Linked DNA regions of Mus musculus: all the other regions are linked to region 1. The links are chromatin contacts, called in public Hi-C and promoter capture Hi-C maps. All regions are on one chromosome and are shown on one strand. Each heading gives the region's core, a stretch centred on a gene start, on an enhancer-like site or on the middle of the called end of the contact. The rest is flanking DNA. Distances are from core to core; before and after follow the strand shown.

The links. Promoter capture Hi-C pulls out the DNA fragments that hold promoters and counts their contacts. Hi-C and Micro-C count contacts between places; a contact is called where the count stands out from the background.
Region 2: a promoter capture Hi-C map of second pharyngeal arch cranial neural crest shows a contact between it and region 1, with 6 times the contacts expected there. The contact joins the enhancer-like site here to the promoter of Flrt2 in region 1. A contact is called at or near these places in 5 of 39 promoter capture datasets (cranial neural crest, frontonasal cranial neural crest, liver and 1 more) and 6 of 115 datasets of contacts at active chromatin or transcription factors (bone marrow-derived macrophages, craniofacial prominence, embryonic forebrain and 3 more).
Region 3: a contact with region 1 is called in a promoter capture Hi-C map of hippocampal neurons, with 5 times the contacts expected there. The contact joins the enhancer-like site here to the promoter of Flrt2 in region 1. A contact is called at or near these places in 9 of 39 promoter capture datasets (the 3T3-L1 cell line, 3T3-L1-derived adipocytes, the SN4741 cell line and 5 more), 1 of 484 Hi-C or Micro-C datasets (cranial neural crest), 14 of 115 datasets of contacts at active chromatin or transcription factors (the NIH/3T3 cell line, SST interneurons, astrocytes and 10 more) and 2 of 9 other capture datasets (embryonic stem cells and liver).
Region 4: a Hi-C map of myocytes shows a contact between it and region 1, with 2.8 times the contacts expected there. The contact joins the enhancer-like site here to the promoter of Flrt2 in region 1. A contact is called at or near these places in 5 of 39 promoter capture datasets (the 3T3-L1 cell line, cranial neural crest, liver and 1 more), 1 of 15 datasets of contacts at CTCF or cohesin (the NIH/3T3 cell line), 3 of 484 Hi-C or Micro-C datasets (the AML12 cell line and myocytes), 7 of 115 datasets of contacts at active chromatin or transcription factors (astrocytes, bone marrow-derived macrophages, embryonic forebrain and 4 more) and 2 of 9 other capture datasets (adipose tissue and embryonic stem cells).
Region 5: a Hi-C map of Sertoli cells shows a contact between it and region 1, with 7 times the contacts expected there. The contact joins the enhancer-like site here to the promoter of Flrt2 in region 1. A contact is called at or near these places in 8 of 39 promoter capture datasets (the 3T3-L1 cell line, 3T3-L1-derived adipocytes, cranial neural crest and 4 more), 1 of 484 Hi-C or Micro-C datasets (Sertoli cells) and 4 of 115 datasets of contacts at active chromatin or transcription factors (astrocytes, embryonic limb bud, fibro-adipogenic progenitors and 1 more).

The regions. Positions count from the first base shown.
Region 1 is chr12:95,690,639-95,694,192 of GRCm38.p6, forward strand. It overlaps Flrt2 (fibronectin leucine rich transmembrane protein 2), which reads left to right and starts at 1,588. Exons shown (of 2, transcript NM_201518.4): 1 at 1,588-1,977.
Region 2 is chr12:94,704,080-94,707,633 of GRCm38.p6, forward strand. No RefSeq gene overlaps it. Among named protein-coding and RNA genes, the nearest start is that of Gm26055, 670 kb to the right of the region's middle. Within about 2 kb of position 1,947, at least 2 of the 459 cell types and tissues checked have an H3K27ac peak or open chromatin away from gene starts, as enhancers often do.
Region 3 is chr12:94,735,165-94,738,718 of GRCm38.p6, forward strand. No RefSeq gene overlaps it. Among named protein-coding and RNA genes, the nearest start is that of Gm26055, 640 kb to the right of the region's middle. Within about 2 kb of position 1,792, at least 4 of the 459 cell types and tissues checked have an H3K27ac peak or open chromatin away from gene starts, as enhancers often do. A contact at or near this core is called in craniofacial prominence, where this site is marked.
Region 4 is chr12:94,834,500-94,838,053 of GRCm38.p6, forward strand. No RefSeq gene overlaps it. Among named protein-coding and RNA genes, the nearest start is that of Gm26055, 540 kb to the right of the region's middle. Within about 2 kb of position 1,917, at least 2 of the 459 cell types and tissues checked have an H3K27ac peak or open chromatin away from gene starts, as enhancers often do. A contact at or near this core is called in myocytes, where this site is marked.
Region 5 is chr12:94,884,791-94,888,344 of GRCm38.p6, forward strand. No RefSeq gene overlaps it. Among named protein-coding and RNA genes, the nearest start is that of Gm26055, 490 kb to the right of the region's middle. Within about 2 kb of position 2,006, at least 1 of the 459 cell types and tissues checked has an H3K27ac peak or open chromatin away from gene starts, as enhancers often do. A contact at or near this core is called in Sertoli cells, where this site is marked.

The DNA.
Region 1 (3,554 bases), core at 338-2,837:
AATAACCACCCCCTCTTCCTTTTCTGGATTAATTCTGTTTCCAGTAGCATGAATCACAATGTCAAGCCTGTTTAGGGTTTCATCTTGTTGGTTAACCAATATATGTTTGTAAGAATGAGCTTAATATACTGTCTTCTCAGAAGAAGGATATAGAGGATGATAGGTTCTGGGGACACATATGCATAACTGCACAGAAGAATGGATATTTAAAGAACGGTGGAAATGCATATGTCCTAAATTGTGAGCTTTGCTGATTCAAGAACCAAAGGAGCTATTGCTATGCTCTGCTGCCACCTTGGCAAATCAGAAGGATTTACAACGGAATTCTTCAAGCTGAAGTCTGAGGCAGCTCCAGAGGCCTCTCAGGACTGCTGGGCTCAGATGGGCATTTGCAGTTTCTGCCATTCACATCGGGTTGGGTATATTGGGTCCGGAGGAGGCACCGATTCGGTGGTAAAGCGCGGTTTGCTCTCCCTTTTAAAATAACCCCTTTCAGCAATGCCTATTCCACTGTCTAACAGCTTCCTACTGAAGAATAGAGCCTGAGAAAAACAGTTGTACGTTTGTGCTCAGATCACAGTGTCTGGGCTCATTTGACAGAGAAAGCTACAGCAGAAGAGAACAGTTTTCTCAGGCCTGAGTTTCTTTTCTGGGTCAACAAGACGGGTTCTCTGCTTATTCAATTAACTTTCTGGAAGTTCTGAATGTATAGGCAAAGCTGTTCACTAAACCCAAGCCGGAATTTGTTCATTATATAATTAACCTGTTCCAAGGGAGCTGAGGAGACATTGTTAGTCAAATCGCCCTTAAAACTAACCTGATATATATCAAGCCCTGCTCCCCTATTTTTAATTTTTGCATTTGTATTCTTTTTTCCCCCTCTCTATGTTTATTCCACTCATGCCTTTCTCTTTAGGCTCGTTTACCCAATCACATACCAACTTCGTTCTTGTCTCTTTTCCACCCGGTCTTCAGGTGTTTTACTCTTTCTTATTTAACTGATGTCATTTAGTTGACACCAGCTTCTGATGGGTAGGAGGGAGGCCACTCTCCTTGCGGTTTCATTTAAATTTGGCAGGAGTGGGTGGGTCCCCTTCTCCATTCCTCTCGCACTGCACTTGAAACTCTGTTAAGAGTTAGAGCTTGATCAGAGATTTCTAAGTCTTCAAAGCGCAGCTGGGCAAGGAAATTATATGAGAGGCGGGGGACACAGAAGTAAAGGAATAAAAGCCAACTTTGCTGGCAACTTCAATAAATCCGGTAACTGGAGGTTAAAAAAAAAATAGATTGTGAGGGCTGGGTCTGGTCCGGATGAAACGTTAGGTTCCTTCCCATCTCCGAGTCTCTCTCGGAAAGCGCGCCACTGGCACCTTGCCACCCAAGTGCCCCTAGACAGCCACACGCCCACTGGAACTGCACGTGAACAAAGCTTTTGCCCGGAAAGCCAGCGTCTGTGGTTTCTCAGCGCAATCTAGCTTCTATCCGGAGTGTAGGGTGAACACAGGGTTAAGCCAGTTCCCTCCTCGATGGGAGGGAAAGGAGTGGGAGGTGAGCAAAGCTTTCTGTCTTGCCGGGTACCTTGCAGTTAGTTGTACATTTGAAAGCAGTCGCCATCACTTGTGAGTTTGGCGTCATCCATTGTCACCACCAAGGAATGTGCGCTGGGAGATAACACCAAGGGCAGTGCTTCTCAAACACGCAGAGAGCTCTTTCTCTCTCTGCTTCCAGGTGCGCTCTTATCTGGTCCTCTGTCCCAAGTTTCCAGAACGTGGAGGCAGCAGCGCAGAACCGGTCACCGCGTCCACTGAACCTCAGGACCAGACTGGCAGTTCTCAACGATGGGCAGGAGGGACCTCGGCGGCGACCCCTAAAACAATACCATGCCCGGGGAGTCCCTCTACTGCCGCTCTAGCTTCTTCCCTTTCCACCTCCCGGACCCGGTTGGATTCGGATGAGCTAAGGAGACAAGGCTGCCAGGTAAAAGGATTGCTGTGCCAGGTGAAATTTCTAGTGACTGCCCTAGCTTTCTTTACATGGCCACCACATTATTTGGACCCCCACTCCCTTTTGAACAAGTGGTGGGTGGTCACTAGGTGGGTGTTCTATGTTTTGTCTTTTTATCCGCAAAGAAAATGGGATTCTTTTTCTATCTACCCCGACTACTTGGGGACCCGGTGTGTATGTGTGTGTGTGTGTGGGGGGGGGGGGGGCTGCGCCTTCTACATTCAAGTCGATTCCAAGTCCTCTAGGGAGTTTTGTAACCGAGTTGTGGGTAAAATCGCTCATTTGCTACCTGCCAAAAGCATCGATCCTAAATGGAGTTTTCCAAATCCCCTAAGCTTAGAACAGCCTTTCATTTCCTTAGAATGCTTCTCTTAAGTCCGGTAAGTAACAACCCTCCATACCCATCTGGGTTGAATGCAAGAAGTGTTATTATCAAGCCTCAGTATCTCAAGCCCCTACCTGCCCTATGCCCGAAATCCGGGATCAATTCCCCACTAAATTGGGGATGCTAGTTCGTTTTCTTTCCAATCGCTCGTGATTTTTACAAGCCAAGGACCTTTCCTGCCCTGCTGTTGCACCAGAACTGGTAGTTCCATAGCTGGTGTAATTGTGCTTTCCTTACTGGTCAGGGATGGAAAAGTCCCCAGGAGATCCCGATACTGGGGAGTCCACTTTCCCTGCGTCCAGTGCCTGGGCTGCGGAGATAGGTCCTTCTATGCCCTCAGGCGCTGAATGCAGATACCCAGAGTAGTAAGGGGGACGGACCTATCCAGCTGCCCTAGAGCCTCCACTAGACTCTGGCCTCCTGGAAAAAGCCCTCCTCTGAGCTGAACAGCCCAGGGCTCTTACTGGAGTTTTGAGAGCTAGTGTGGTCACTTTTTCTTGTAATCTCTTCCATGATTAAGAAGCCCAGCTAGCTAAGTCTGTCTTGGAAGGGCTGGTCCCACACTTGCTATTTGGATAAATCATGTGGCCTGCCAGGCGCCTTGGGCGACCAGGGGCAGTTGTTCCTGAAGGCTATCAACATCACCACTCTTATCTTGGCACTTTACTTCGGAAGCTTCCAAGATGACTCTCACTATCTGTTCTCAAATTAAAGTCTCCATTGGAGCTCCATTCTCTCCTGGTTATTTGTAGGTTACACTTTGAGTTTGGAGAAAAGACAGACGAGGGTATGTCTATGTGTTTTCTAGCCTCCTTTGTATATATAAAGCACGGGGAAGGGTGGCAAGCTCTCTTGAACCCCAGTGGTGTGTGCCAATGTGAGAGAATGCCCGAGTCGCGGCGGGTTTGGGTGGATCCCTGTGTGGCTTGGGAGACAAATCGGGCGTTTCTCCAAGTCGCCTTACCAGGGTTTAAGAGCTCAAATCCATGAAGGTAGCAGACACAACAGCACTGCAAGGAAATAAAAACAATTGGGGAAGTGCTGCCAAGTGACTCAGACTTTGAACTGAGGACAAGGAGTGCGGTCTCGCTCGGGGGTTCCTCCGGAAACCATCTCCAGCGCGTTATAGCCAACGCCCCTGCCAAAGTTCTCAGCCCCCGGAGCA
Region 2 (3,554 bases), core at 697-3,196, 990 kb before region 1:
ACGTCTAGCATGTAGTTATTAAATTCTTCTACCCACAAAATAGTTCTAGGGATTTATAACCAGGTGGTCAGGTTTGCTGTAAAAAACAAAACAAACAAAAACAAACAAACAAACAATCCTATTTTGGAGTATTGATTTTCTGCACTAATTTCTTTTCTTACTGTTGTTGTCCAATAATATACCACAAAGCAACATATGGGATGATGGACTTATTGTTTGAAGGAATATCATTTATCATTATGTTTAAGGTATAGATAGCTCATGGCATGTTGTCAGTGGGAGCATGCAGCTTAAATTCCTCTACTAAAGGGGCTACTAACCCAAGGCCCACTCAACTAGAGATCAACTCCCTTCAGGTAAGACTCCTATGCCTCAAAATTTCCAAAATAGACAAAAGCAATGTTACTTGCTGGAGACTAGATTTTCAAACAATGAATTGTGTGAGAGAACTTTTCATATCCAAATAACCATTCCATCAAAATTAAATGTAATTCACCAGGATGTCAAAGCTGCTATGCTCTTATCTTTAAAGTTTAGCCTTAGCTCTGTTCAGAGAGACACCTTTTTCTTTCTTTCCCAGTTCGAATCAGTTTTAACAACTTATGAGTTAACCGTTGTTTACTTCTAGGCTGTTAGATCCCTGTAGGATTACACATGTTCTTTTTCTTCCTCAGCATCCAACCCTGGACTGCCAAACAACTATGTGTCCTGCATTAACTCAGCAGGCATAAATCCCTCCATCCCTTCCACAGCAGGATCTCTCAAAAAGGCTATTTAGCCTAGGAGAAAAAAAATGCCTCTCTTCACAAGTGCAGACAGTAACTGGAGCATGTACTTCAGCCCATGGGATTCTGAAAGGTCAAGCTTGCTGTCTGGACATGCTATATTATAGTAATTACTTCCCTTGCTTTCTCCTCCTTAAATACTATTCATGGGTTCCACTGAGCCCTGACCTGATCTCTAAAGGCTGCTATGCTAGTTTCTGAGTTACTGTAGCAAGAGTAATAGTACAGCCACATGACAAAGCGATAAATAGGAACCGAGTGGGATGAAACCTCCATAATAGGAAATAGTATAATAATAATAATAATAATAATAATAATAATAATAATAATAATAATAATAATAGTTATTATTATTATTATTATTATTATTATTATTATGATCATCACAACCCTTTTCTTATCCACCAAATCTAGACACTCAGGTCAATGGAGTATTAAAACTATGTCAAGATCATGTAACTACTAAACACAGTATTACAAAATCAATCTTACAGATAATATTGTTAACTGATATCTCACTTGTCCATGTTTTCTAGGTAAGAAAACTTACTTTTAATGGCAAATTTGCCCCAGAATTTCCTCTTGTTAAATCATTTCTTGGGATACCATAAACATATGCTTTATTTAGTTGGTTTTCTTTTGAGAATGTCTAATTTGTTGTTGTTGTTGTTGTTGTTGCTTGCTTGCTTTGAACTGGGGTCTTCCTCTGTCTTTAAATTTATCATCCTTCTGGAACACTCACAAGTTCTAGTTTTGAAAAGGACTCATATTTCCCATAACCTTTACAACTTTGCACCACACACTCATAACCATATCATAGACTTAGAAATTTTAAAATATTTTCATGTATCAAAACTTTTTATCATTCAGATTTCTTCTCTGTATTTGATTTTTCTGGACAATTGTCTTTTCCTTGGCAGCTGTCCATATCTTCTTCCCTGACTCTGCTTGGCAAAACTCAGCTGTTCAAAATTCACACTAGAAGACTTCCGTGAACTGTTTGTTTGAACTGCATTTTAATGTTTGCACATGTACTTCTATTTTTACAACAATTTTCACATGCTATTAGATCTCAAATGTAGAGACCCTGCCTGTTGGACAGTACAGTTAAATACAGTGTCTGAATCACACCAATGCCTTGGGGAAAGTGGTTTCTGAGAACACGGCCGAAGGAATTGTAGCTAGAATTGGTGTACAGAGGTCACATACTGCTTCCATTCAGAGCTGAAAACAGAACAAAGTTAGATGTCACAGCCTCATATATTTCTTGTTTTGAAATTAATTCTGAAATATGTGTAAAATCAACACAAATAATATGCAGAACGGAGACACGAAGGCAGCTCCATGTCTATTTCTTCATTACTGCAATTGGACCATTTGCTTACAATAGCCCCTCAAGTGTACACACACACTTTTCAAACCTTTCAAATCAAATGTCACATTAGAAAAATGTTTTTATTAGCAGAAAAACATCTAGGCTTCACTGAGCAATTTGCAAATGTTACCTTATCAATTCTACTAATATAGGAAGGCTGAAGGCAGGATGTTTATGCTCCCAGTGAACACAGCTAAAGGAAACACGTGTATGGGCATGGGAATGTGTATGTCGTAGATGATGATCTGTTCTCAATATGATAATTATTACCCAGTCTCTTTATTAAAATCACATATACATGCAAGACCCCTAAGGTCTCTCAGACACTGAACCACCAACCAAGCAGCATACATGAGCTGGTCTGAGGCCCCAACATGTATACAGCTGAGGACTGCCTGCGCTGGCCTCAGTGGGAGAAGATGTGCCTAACCATTGAAAGACTTGAGGCCTCATGGTATGGTAATGCCTGGCAGGGAGGTGGCATACATTCTCTTGGAGACAGCGGGAGGAGGAATGGAATGAGGACCTATGAGAGGGCAGTCCAGTAGTAATAAAAAATAATACCATAGCACCCAAACAAGAATGACGTTCTGTTATTCTGTATAGAGTGATAAACTGCATGCTTTCAGTTGTAAATTTCTTTTTGTTTCTCTGTAAGATATGCATATCCTTTTCTCATTAAGGGCTGTCTACTGTTCATATCTCCAACTTTGGGGGTAATGTAGGAGGTAAGAAAATATTGCACATCATTCTCTCAGATTTTACCATGTAGTGGAATTCTACAATCGCCTGGCTGCTTCTGTCATTTCTTGATTACACATAATGGAACAGCACAGAAGTGCAGCAGATAATGCAAGTGTAGAATCAAATCACGCGGTTTGAGGAGAGCATCAAGGAGCCACTTTCAGTGGGTTTTTCACTGCAATTCTTTGAAACCCAGGACTGAACCTTAGTTGTCTATCTCATCCAACTGTGTCGATAAAGATGCTCATAATCTCAGTCATAATCTCCTCAGTTCTTATTTTCAGTTTTCTCTCCTTGCTTTCGCTCCTCTTCTTTCTCCTGTGTGAACCGACTTCTTCTGTGTTCTCCATCTGGGGTTTTCTATCTGTCCATAATAAAATGTTGCTTCCAAGAAAAATAAAATGCCCCTTGGTTCCTTTTTCACCTTGAAATGCTATCAGATACCAGTGGTTTTCAACCCTTTTAGGGGTTCTAATAACCTAAGACCGTAGGAAAACACAGATATTTTACATTACCATTTATAACAGTAGCAAAATTACTGTTTTAAACTAGCATTGAGAATAATTTTATGGATGGGAGTCAACCACAGCATGAGGAATTCTATTAAATGATTACAGCAATGGAAAGAACCACTGAGATAGACAATGTTA
Region 3 (3,554 bases), core at 542-3,041, 960 kb before region 1:
TGTATATATATATATATATATATATATATATATATATATATATATTCCATTTATATATATTTTTTGGAAGCCTAGGTATGGTGGACATGAATATCATCCTAGCACTCAGCAGGTTGAAAAACGATTGCCATGCATTTAAGGCCCAACTTAAACTATATAGACTCTGTATCAACGAATATATAATAAATTAGTAGGAGAAAATATATTGAACAGAAATATGGATAGATAAAATATGTATGCCTTTGAAAAAAACCAAATCAATGATTAATCCCTTGAAAGAGAAGAGCAATCCCTAGAGTTTATGCCAAAGGAAGCCAAGAAAGGATAATTTGCAAGTCGTACTGAAACTGAAAAAGGGTAAATTTTATTTTTTCACTTTCAAGAAAAGCTCTTACCATGCTCACTTACAAAGTTAAATAATTATTAGTCAAATACTAAAACAATATAATTTTGAAGTAAGGATATTTATTTGCTTTTCCATTACACTAGATTACTGATCTGGTCAATGTGTTTTGATAGCTCATATCACCTTCAATGACAATGAATTCTTAATATGATCTCTTTCACATTTTCTCCTTTTTTCAGGAACAGTTAACGCACAGTTCTATGTGTTTAAGGAGCACTGCCTAAGATAAGCTCTTATTGTATAAAGTAAGATCTTCATTTCTGGATAATTTTCATGAGTGTACACCTTGTTGCCTTCATCATTTTCAATGATGTAGAACTTTCTGTGATAGTAATTCACTCCATAGAATTATGTTTAGAAACAAGTAAAACAAAACAAACAAACAAAACACAAGGGGCTTTTATAACGTAGTAAGAATCTGCTTCTATAATGGAAATTGTTTCAACAGTACAATTTTGTGATGAATGAAATTTTGTGCAAGGCAGTTTGTAATGTGCAGTTGAATAAGAATATGAAGGAGGTCACCACCCAGGCTGGCATTATGTATCCATTTGCTATTAACCTGGCACTGCCATGTGCATGGCATAAGTGGGAAGTCTTACAAACCATACATAAGCAGCAATGAGCAGTAATTGTGTCAAGGAGTACTTCTTGCTGATAATTAATAAAGAATGTGATGAAAGATACCCATTGTCTTTCTATAGTTGTGTGTACTGGTATATGTGAATGACAAGAATTGCTTCTAGCTATCTCCCTGCCTTTCTTTGTAAAATATAAAGCGCTTCATTCTAATTAGTGCCTAATTTAAAGCACTACACAACAAGTGTTAGGAAAGCACAAACTTTTCTAGTCATTGATGCTGTACATCTCAGCAAACTTCTGTGCAGTTAGAATATTCATTCAGAATACATGAAGCTTCACCAAACGATTGATATATATTATTCACTATATATATATATATTTAATATTATTATATATATATAATTTATCTGTACCAATTATATACTTTTTTATCCCTACCTATTACTTTATATTATTTTGTCATTCTTGCCACTTTAATTCTTGTCCTTTAAAAATTAGCTAATTAATTAATTAACTAATTCACTTTGAATCTCAACATTAGTCTGTCTTTATCTTCCCAGAATACCCTCACACAGATATTCAGCCTATCACACCCTCCTTCTTTTCTAAGAAAGGAGAACAATTCCTGTGTGTCATGCTCCCACACCTCTCAGGGCACCTCAAGTCGTTGCCCAACTAGATGCTTCTCCCAGCCTCCAGGCCATAAAAGGTGGCCCAGCTAGGGGAACAGGATCCACAGGCAGACAATAGATTCAGGGACAGGCCCTTCTTCAATTGTTGGGGAACCTTCATAAAGACAAAGCTATACTTCTGCTACATATGTGCAGGGGGCCTGGGTCTAGCCCATGCTGGCTCTTTTGTTGGTAGTTAATTCTTTGGGACCCATCAAGGGACCAGGTTTGTTGAGGTTTGGGTCTTTGTGTGGTCCCTGCCCTCCTCAAGTGCCTCGGTCTGTCTCCTAACTCTTCCTCAAGACTCCTAGAGCTACATGTAATGTTTAGCTGAGGGTCTCTCTATCTGTTTCCACTGGCTGTTTGGTTAAGTCTCCCAGAGGACAGTCATCCTAGGTTCCTTCTGTCTGAATGCGTGTTTAAAGGTAGAAAGGCATATTAAAATATATTCAGGTTCTTATTTTCTCATGGCATTTTTTTTATATAAATCCTGTTGAAAAGATGAGGAGTGAACGTGCTTAGCTTGTAAAGGCATGCTGTGTGTGCCATCTTTCAAGGAAACAACGTAGGGAGGGGTATGGTACTCACAGAGGCTGTCGGGGCCAGGAAATTGAACTAAGTCTCTAGAGTTCCAGTGCCAATTTATCAGGATAAATATACATCTGCAATCTAGCAGGCTGCAGATGAGAAACAGGCCCCAGGCTTCTCCTGCCATATTTCATTAGCCATCTTTCTGATCACAGGCTAACACCAAAGGAAAAACATGTATGTCACAAAACTCAGCGAGAACCAAAGCAGGTGGAAAGAAGGGAAAGAAAACTATCAAACAAAGCTTTTTTAAAATTTATTTCTGTGCTTTATGTAGAATTAAAAAAATACAAGCTAGTACATATTTAATTAATGGATGTATGAAATGTTTGATTTTGATCCATTTGTTTTCTGGGGGACGGAATCCAGTCAGGTTTTGAGTTTTTCTTCTTTCACTAACTGTCATGTATTAATTGACATCTAAATATTAAGTACTTGGGTTGGAGGCATCATTAAAAGAACTGGGATAATCCTTGGGTCCTCCAGGTCATGGAAGGAATTATTTACTCAATCTAACTTGGAAATAAGCTATTGACTGTCTTGGGTTAAAAAGCCCCTAGTTCTTCAAAAACAGAAATACTTCAACATGTTTTGTAATCCTAAGGTAAGCATTTGTTTTAATCTTTGAGTCCATGTATCATAGATTTTTATATATTAAAAATGTAAATTAGATCAGAGATATTGTTCAGTGGAAAGTGATTGCCAAAGTATGCTTGAGGCTCTAGGCTTTATTTCTAGTGTGGAAAAATAAAGAAAATGAAGGGGGAGAGGCAGATAGCTAGTTATGGCCAACTTAATATTATATGTGGACTTACACTAAGAAGATGTAATCAAGTTATACTTACTATGTGAACAATCACTTTTAAAAACTGATGGCCAATGGTATATGTCTGCCACAAGACCCAATTCTTCTTTTTAAAGCTCATGGTGTAAGTTGTGCCAGGAAAGCAGAACAGCTGAGATCAGTGGTGTGCACGGTCCTGAGACGTTCCAGCAAGTGAAAGAAGGACATGTTCATAGAACTACAGTATACACTACACTACACTGCCTGCCTCAGCCCTGGCAAGTGTGAGGGAGTCGTATTTAAAAAGCAAACAAGCTGTAACCAATGCCAAGATGAAGATTAAATTAACTTCTAAGTTGCCATTAACCAATGTAAGACAGAATGCACACGATTGTAAAAGAAAAGGTAGAAAAGGAATCTAAAAAACTGAGCAGTGTCTTGATTTTAGAGGATCAAAAAGGGGGTTAAAGCAACCACAATAGCAACAAAGTAATTATTTAAATTAGGGTGTCTATAGCTAAGA
Region 4 (3,554 bases), core at 667-3,166, 860 kb before region 1:
GTTAATAAAGATAGCATATTAACAATTGCAAATTGTTATGACCTCAGTGCTTGGGCTCCGAAATTCATGAAGCAAACACTGAAAAGCATAAATTGTGAAACTGTAACTGACCCAATGGTGTGAGATTTAGATATCTCAGTGTAATATTTAGGTATGTTCTGCAAACTAAAACTTAGCAAAGAATTTGGGGCTGGGTCAGATCACAAACCAAGCAGATATAACAGATATTTATAGAATATTAAACTCAATAAATAGAGGATAAGTATTTTCTTCATCGGTCATGGACAGTTCTACAAAATTAACTGTGTTGTGTGCCAATATCCTAGATTCATTTCTGTTGCTGCAATAAAATATCCTGACAAATATCAACACATAAGAGTGTATTGCAGCTCCTGATTCAAGGTTACAATTCAGTATTGCATAACTTGAAGTGGCTTATATATTATATGTGCTTTCAAAAACAGAGAAAAATAAATATATTCATTTGTTTGCTTGCTTGAACTCAGCATAACTGTTCACTGTTTTTACAGATTACCATCTCTATGTCTAGAGAATAGTGCTTTCCACTGTAGACTGAGTCTTTCCTTATTAGCTAACTTAATAATACAGTTCCCCACAGACAAGCCTTTGACCCACACATTGTAGGTATGAGGGGTGAGGAGGGAAAGGAAAAGAGGAGGAGTAGAAAAAATATGCATGACAATGTCTTAATGAAATCTGGATGAAATCTGGATGCTAAAGTCTGAATGCTAAATTAAAACAAGGTTTTATATAATTGATAATATATTTATTTCTCATATAATATTTCCTGATTATGGTTTGCTAGACCTTAGCTTCTCCCAGGCCCTTCCCTTCCCCCTGTAATCGCCTCTTTCTCCTGCTCATTAGAAAACGAGCAGGCTTCTAAGGGTTAATAATGAAATATGATGTTATAAAAGAAGACAAAAACAGTCATGATGACATTGGGAAAATAATGTCAGAAAGAAAAGAACCCAAGAGAAAGCACAAGAATCAGACCTACAACTGGCAAATTTGTGAACCCCCCAAAAACATTAATCTAGAAGTTCTTTTACATAACCCCCAAAATACTAATTTAGAAAAATAAGAATTCAAAGATAGGTATCCCCAAGCTTGATTTCTTGGGTGTCTTCTGAGATTTCTAAAAGCATTTTCACAGCGGAACATAAAATATATGTCTTGATACTCACTTTCCAGAAATATTTTGATGGTTTTATTTCTAATGCCTCTTCTGAGTTGTAAATATTAGCTTATTTAGTGCTGAGTATGAAAGTCAGGACTTTGTGCCTACTGTGCAAGTTCTCTTTCATTGAACTAAATCCCAAGATTGCATGATGGTAGATTACAAACTTTTTCTTATGCCACTACTGGGTATTCAACTCCTTTCTCCAGAAATAAAATTCTATGGTCTGGAAATTATAGAGCTTTGGAGAACATCTAGCACAAAACATGCAGATTACCAAAAATTTTATTCAATTATGTCTAAGACAGGGAAGTAATCTGGAATCTCGTCCATACACCCAAGTGCGTATTTACGTCAATTATTTAATAAAACAATTGACTTTTTGCCAGGAAAATTTGAGTCTTTTTTATTCCAATTGTGTTCCTTTCAAATCTTTAGGAAATATATTCTTTGTTATTCCTGAAAATTTATTCTATTTTAAGATTATATTTCTTTTGTTGATATACCAGATGTTATTCTTTCAGTCATAACCACCATATTAATTTCCATAGTGATTAGAACATTCAGCCATAGAATTGTCCAAAACATCCATGGCAGAAGTATTTTCCCAGAGTTTCTAATTCATTTGGTCGCAGCTAAGGCTGAAAACATGCACAGGGTGAGATTTGCGGTCATAAATTGCTGTCTTTTTCAGAGGCAAGGGCTTGGAGCACCACTAAGCAGGAAAACATGTAGCAGTTGTATTTTTGTTTGGAACTATGAAATAGAACACTCCTTTGAGAGGAGGACAGTGGTTTCACTGACAAATAAAATACTGTTGAAACATAGTTAATGTCTGATGATTATAACATTTGAACCCACTTAAGCTGTAAATAATGTATTCCTTTTTTAAAAAGAAATCTTTTTAGAAATTCCAGTTATTCTCCTACAGTTTGTTTGGATGGCACGATTCTGGTTGTACATTTAATGGCACTTTTGTCTTACATATTGGGACAGTGATTTTAGCAACTTTCTGCTTTTTGCACATCTGAACTTTCAGGTGAGAAGGATTGGGTGTTTTGTGTTCTTAAAGTTTTCTCAGTACAACATGTCTGAGAGAGTACAAGATTATTTCTTTCTTATTGAATAAAGGTAGTGGAAAAGTATCCTCAAAGCCCTGCTTCCTATGCAATATGTGTCCTTTCTCTACCACGGTTCCAGCTCTGACTAACACATTTGCTATTTCAATTATCCCAGTACATTATTTTCTTCAGTTTCACTCAGGACAGGATGCTATTTACAGACAAGCACCTCATGTATGTCCCTGGAATGTTAATTTATCCTTTTTCCCCTCCTTAAATCCATTTGAAAAGTTCAGTGGTTTTAGTTCTCCCACACATAGACTGATTAAGGTAGAGCCCTATTTCATCTGAAGATGCATGTGTCATGAGTCTACTTAAGACTTACCCAAACGTCCCTAATGAATTCCCATAGGTTTATCATATTAAGGAGTCAGCAAAGGACGGTTAGCAGAACAACAATGAACAGTGATATATTGTGATTAACAAATAAAGGTTGAAATATTGCCTCTGCATTCTTCATTCTCAGTCTTCCACTTTCCATCCTGAAATAGTTGTTCTTGTAGATTTTATTTGGTTCCCTGAAACAACTTATGCTTTGCCCTTAGGTAAGCAGAGATAAGTGAGAAGAGGCTTGTTGGAATGTTAATATGCAGTTGGATTGATATTCGCGTTATGTATCCATGAGCACAGTCATTCAGAGCCTGATTTATTATTACAGGATATATTTATGAGGTTAGGGTAATAAAAACATCCTAAAATTTATAAATATTAGTGTGGTAAGACCATATTGATAGGATCTGTTTCATGTGAAATTGCAGTATTATTTCTTTGATCATATTTCTTGAACATATTTTATGATTTGAATTAACTTTCTCTTGTCATATTCTTGTAACTTCCCAATATGAAAGCTATGAATCCCATAATTGTGAACATGAATTTAACGTCTCTTCATATGCCTATCTAGATTTTCTGCTATTGCTTTTGTCTATTTGACAAAAGAATTTCTGAAGTTACATGTGTTTGCAATCTAAAACTTACCCTTTTGTAATCTGAGACAGTATAAATATGTTCAAATATATTCAAGTTAGGGAAAGAGAATATAACTCTAAGAATGCTTCTGTATGACCAGGAAGCAGCACTACGGAATGCATAATGGCCAGGAGGGCAGACTGCAAAGAAAGCACATCCATACAGAAACATGGATAATTTAGTTTATTTTGTTTCATTTTTTTTTGTATTGCATTTTGCCTGTGGTCTGCAAACTCATTTTAGATAAAAAACTAAATCTCTTC
Region 5 (3,554 bases), core at 756-3,255, 810 kb before region 1:
CAGTCCATCTCCTGTATATATCCTTCAGTCATATAGTGTTTTTTTTTGTTTTGTTTTTTGTTTTTTTTTTTGTTCCCCAAGAGCAAGACTGATCAAATTTCAGTAATCAATAACTAAATTCAAACTACCATCTCTTTTGTGATTGAAGCAACACAGAAGCACAGCCTTTCCTGTTTTATTTAGCCATTCTCTTCATCCTACAATGACAAAACCCTTGCAATGTACAAGAAATTGTCCTTGAATCTAATGATGTATTTTCTGGAAAAGTTTTCTTTACTCTTTTTTTAATTGGATATTTTCTTTATTTACATTTCAAATGTTATGTCCTTTCCCAGTCCTCCACTCTGGGAAACCCCTTATCCCATCTAATGTCCAGGTGAAATGAACTTGAATAGTTTATATAACCAAGTTTAACATAGAAAAGCAGTCTCTAGCTGAGATCACATTTATTGTTTAGCTTTTTTGCTTCTCCTAGACTCATAACCTCATTTGATTTTCCTTTATTCCTGGGATCCAAAGAACTCCTATAATACAACTAAAACAATTTAGTTCCTTACCATCATACATTTCGAATTTCAAACCACACACACACACACACACACACACAAATACACACACACACACACACACACACACACACACACACATTAAACACATAAACACATTATGCACATACAACCATGCACACACACTCCACACTTACACATCTATACTCACATCACACATACATACACATTCATGGACACTGACACATACCACACAGGTACAAACACACACCATAAACACACACACACACATGAAATGGTGCTACATTTCTCTTAATAGACAATAAATTTATAGATTTCATAACTACTAACTTTCATTATGTCCAGTGAGTAAACAGAGATGTACACAAATACACACACACACACACACACACACACACACACACACACACACACATTATGCATATACACACATACACATACCATACAAACACTACAAACACACACTTAATATAAGACTGCTGACAAAAAAGTACCCATAATGTATCCTTTGGATTAGATGATGAGATTGTTACTCCAAATTAAGGAGAAATATTGAGAACCAAAGCAGAAGTGTGGAGGGTCTTTTGTTTTGTCTTACAGGATACAAGGATGATCTACATAGAAAGTTAGCTGCCCATGAAAATAACTGAAAGAATAAGATCACAATAGCAATAGTAAAAAAAACAAAACAACAACAAAAAAAAAAAAAACAGAAGCCATATGCAAACACCTAAGAGAACTGATAGAAAAGTTTCATCCAAACACATGGCAATACTTTCCCTGACAGCATCTAGGGTTACAGAATAATTCAAGGGCTAATATGAGCCTGTTCCTTCCATTGGCCAACTACTTTCATCTAAGATGGAGTTTCAACATGATTTGATAACAAAAGGGGGGCCCCTTATGTCTATATTTCTAAGTGGAAGAACAGAAGAACATTGAAGAATGTCCTCTATCCTAACTTGCACCTCAGTTCTGTCATCCAAACACAGCCAGGTTCATAATGGGGTTTTAAGATTCAAGAAACAATCTTCCTATGAATGTTTTGTTGCCCTGTCTGCTATGTGCTTGTGAACATCAACTCATGACCTACCTTCAGCATTTGACTAATTTTGCAACTAGGTAGCTTGAAACTGAACATCAAATTTAAGCATTAATTCCTCTTTTATTTTTCCCTTTCAAAATGTGCTATTGGATAAGGAGAAGAATATCCTCATATGGAGATGAAATAGTGTTGAAAGCATCTGCTACATTTCTGATAATAGACAATAAATTTACAATGAAGATCATAGCTACTAACTTTGACTCTGTCCAGAGAGTGCAGTGCACGCAAGGTTAGAGGTTCTGGTTTTATTAATCATAATTATTCTGTAAAAAAAATGTCAACTCTCATCCTTTCTCATCCCTTTTAAACTATATCACATACTTCTGCTTTTCATCAAATGAGAACACTGTTCAGTTATGTTTATTCTCTAAATGAGTCAGCCAAGGTCAAGGCTAAATTGTCATAGGGGCAGAGAGAGGGAGGGGAATGGATCCAGTATCTCTCCTTCAGTGAGAGACAAAAAGGCTATTGTCTTCAAATCAGTAACTTAAAGTTTAAAAATTGAAGACTAGTATGTTTTCATTTAATTATACAATAAATCTAGAAGACCCACCTTTCAATTAATAATTTAAAGCAAAGTATTTTATGGTGGTGCAGAATACAAATATTTTTCCATACTACCTTTCAAAATGAGAATGCATCATTTAAGAAGTGCGCATTCTGAAAGGAGATCAAAAGAGAAATGTAAGTAGAAAATTGTTTAGCTTAAAAGATATTTTCTTCATGTCTTTTTAATTTAATTTATTTTTAAAGAGAGAATCTTGCTATTCAACCAAACTTGGCTGGATTTAAACTCATGATCTTCTAGTATCAGCCTTCAAATACAGAAATCAGAGGTGTACACTATATTGACAAAGTACTGTATAATGTTCACTTGAATTTTCTTTGTGTCTTAATGTAGATATAAGAATTTGATATATATATTTTAAAATTAATTTTCTCACATGTTAAATTCATACCAGGATTTTTAAAAATCAAAGGCTTAATTTAATATTGATCCAGTTCTTTGGGGAGAAAGGCTTAGCACAAGAAAGGAAGCAATAGATGTATAATTCAAAGAATGCTAACATAATCAAACTTTCTTACTCTGAGGTCCTTTCCTTTGTTTCTCCCTTCTTCTCCTTGTCCTCCTCCTTCCTACCTCCCTTTCCTTCCTCTGCTTCTTTTCCCCTTCTATTGTTTTCTCTTTCTACCCTCCTTTGAAAACTACTTAATTTGTGTTTTTGTATTATATATATATATATATATATATATATATATATATATATATATATATATATATATATATATAATAAAAAATAGAAAATAGCACTGAAACTTCCAGCAAAGTTGAATATCTGGAACAATTTTCTGTAATCTGTATTTTGGATAAAATAAGATCTTGGAATATTCCTATTTAAAAGCAGCTAAAAAGAAACAGGGATGATACTTTCAGATCATCCTTGCATCTTCACTTGCTCAGGGAGAAGAAACCTGCCGAAATTTAGAGCTTGCCTAGCATACAACCACTTAAGCAGTCTTAATTTCTTTTCTTCTTTTATGTAGTGAAAACACCATATTTTATACTACCCTTCATCTGCCATGCAATTTATAGAATTTCTTAAAAAAAACATAGAAATTAAAATATTGCAACTTAGGCAAGAAATACTATGCCTTCAGAGTGCTTGATCAAAAAGTAACAGGATTTTTATAATGGGTTTGTATCTATCTTGAGGAAGAAACACAGTGTCCAATAAGTATATGACTTCTAAAATGAGAGATATAAAAATCATTCAATTATATTCTATGATGCCACTAAAGGAGAGCTGAGAAGACAACATTTATATACAGAAAGATAAGAAATATTATGGGCCTGTTAAGCAGTCAATACTCCTTACGACTAAGTACAGTTATTCTCTAACATTCAATATAACATACCTTCG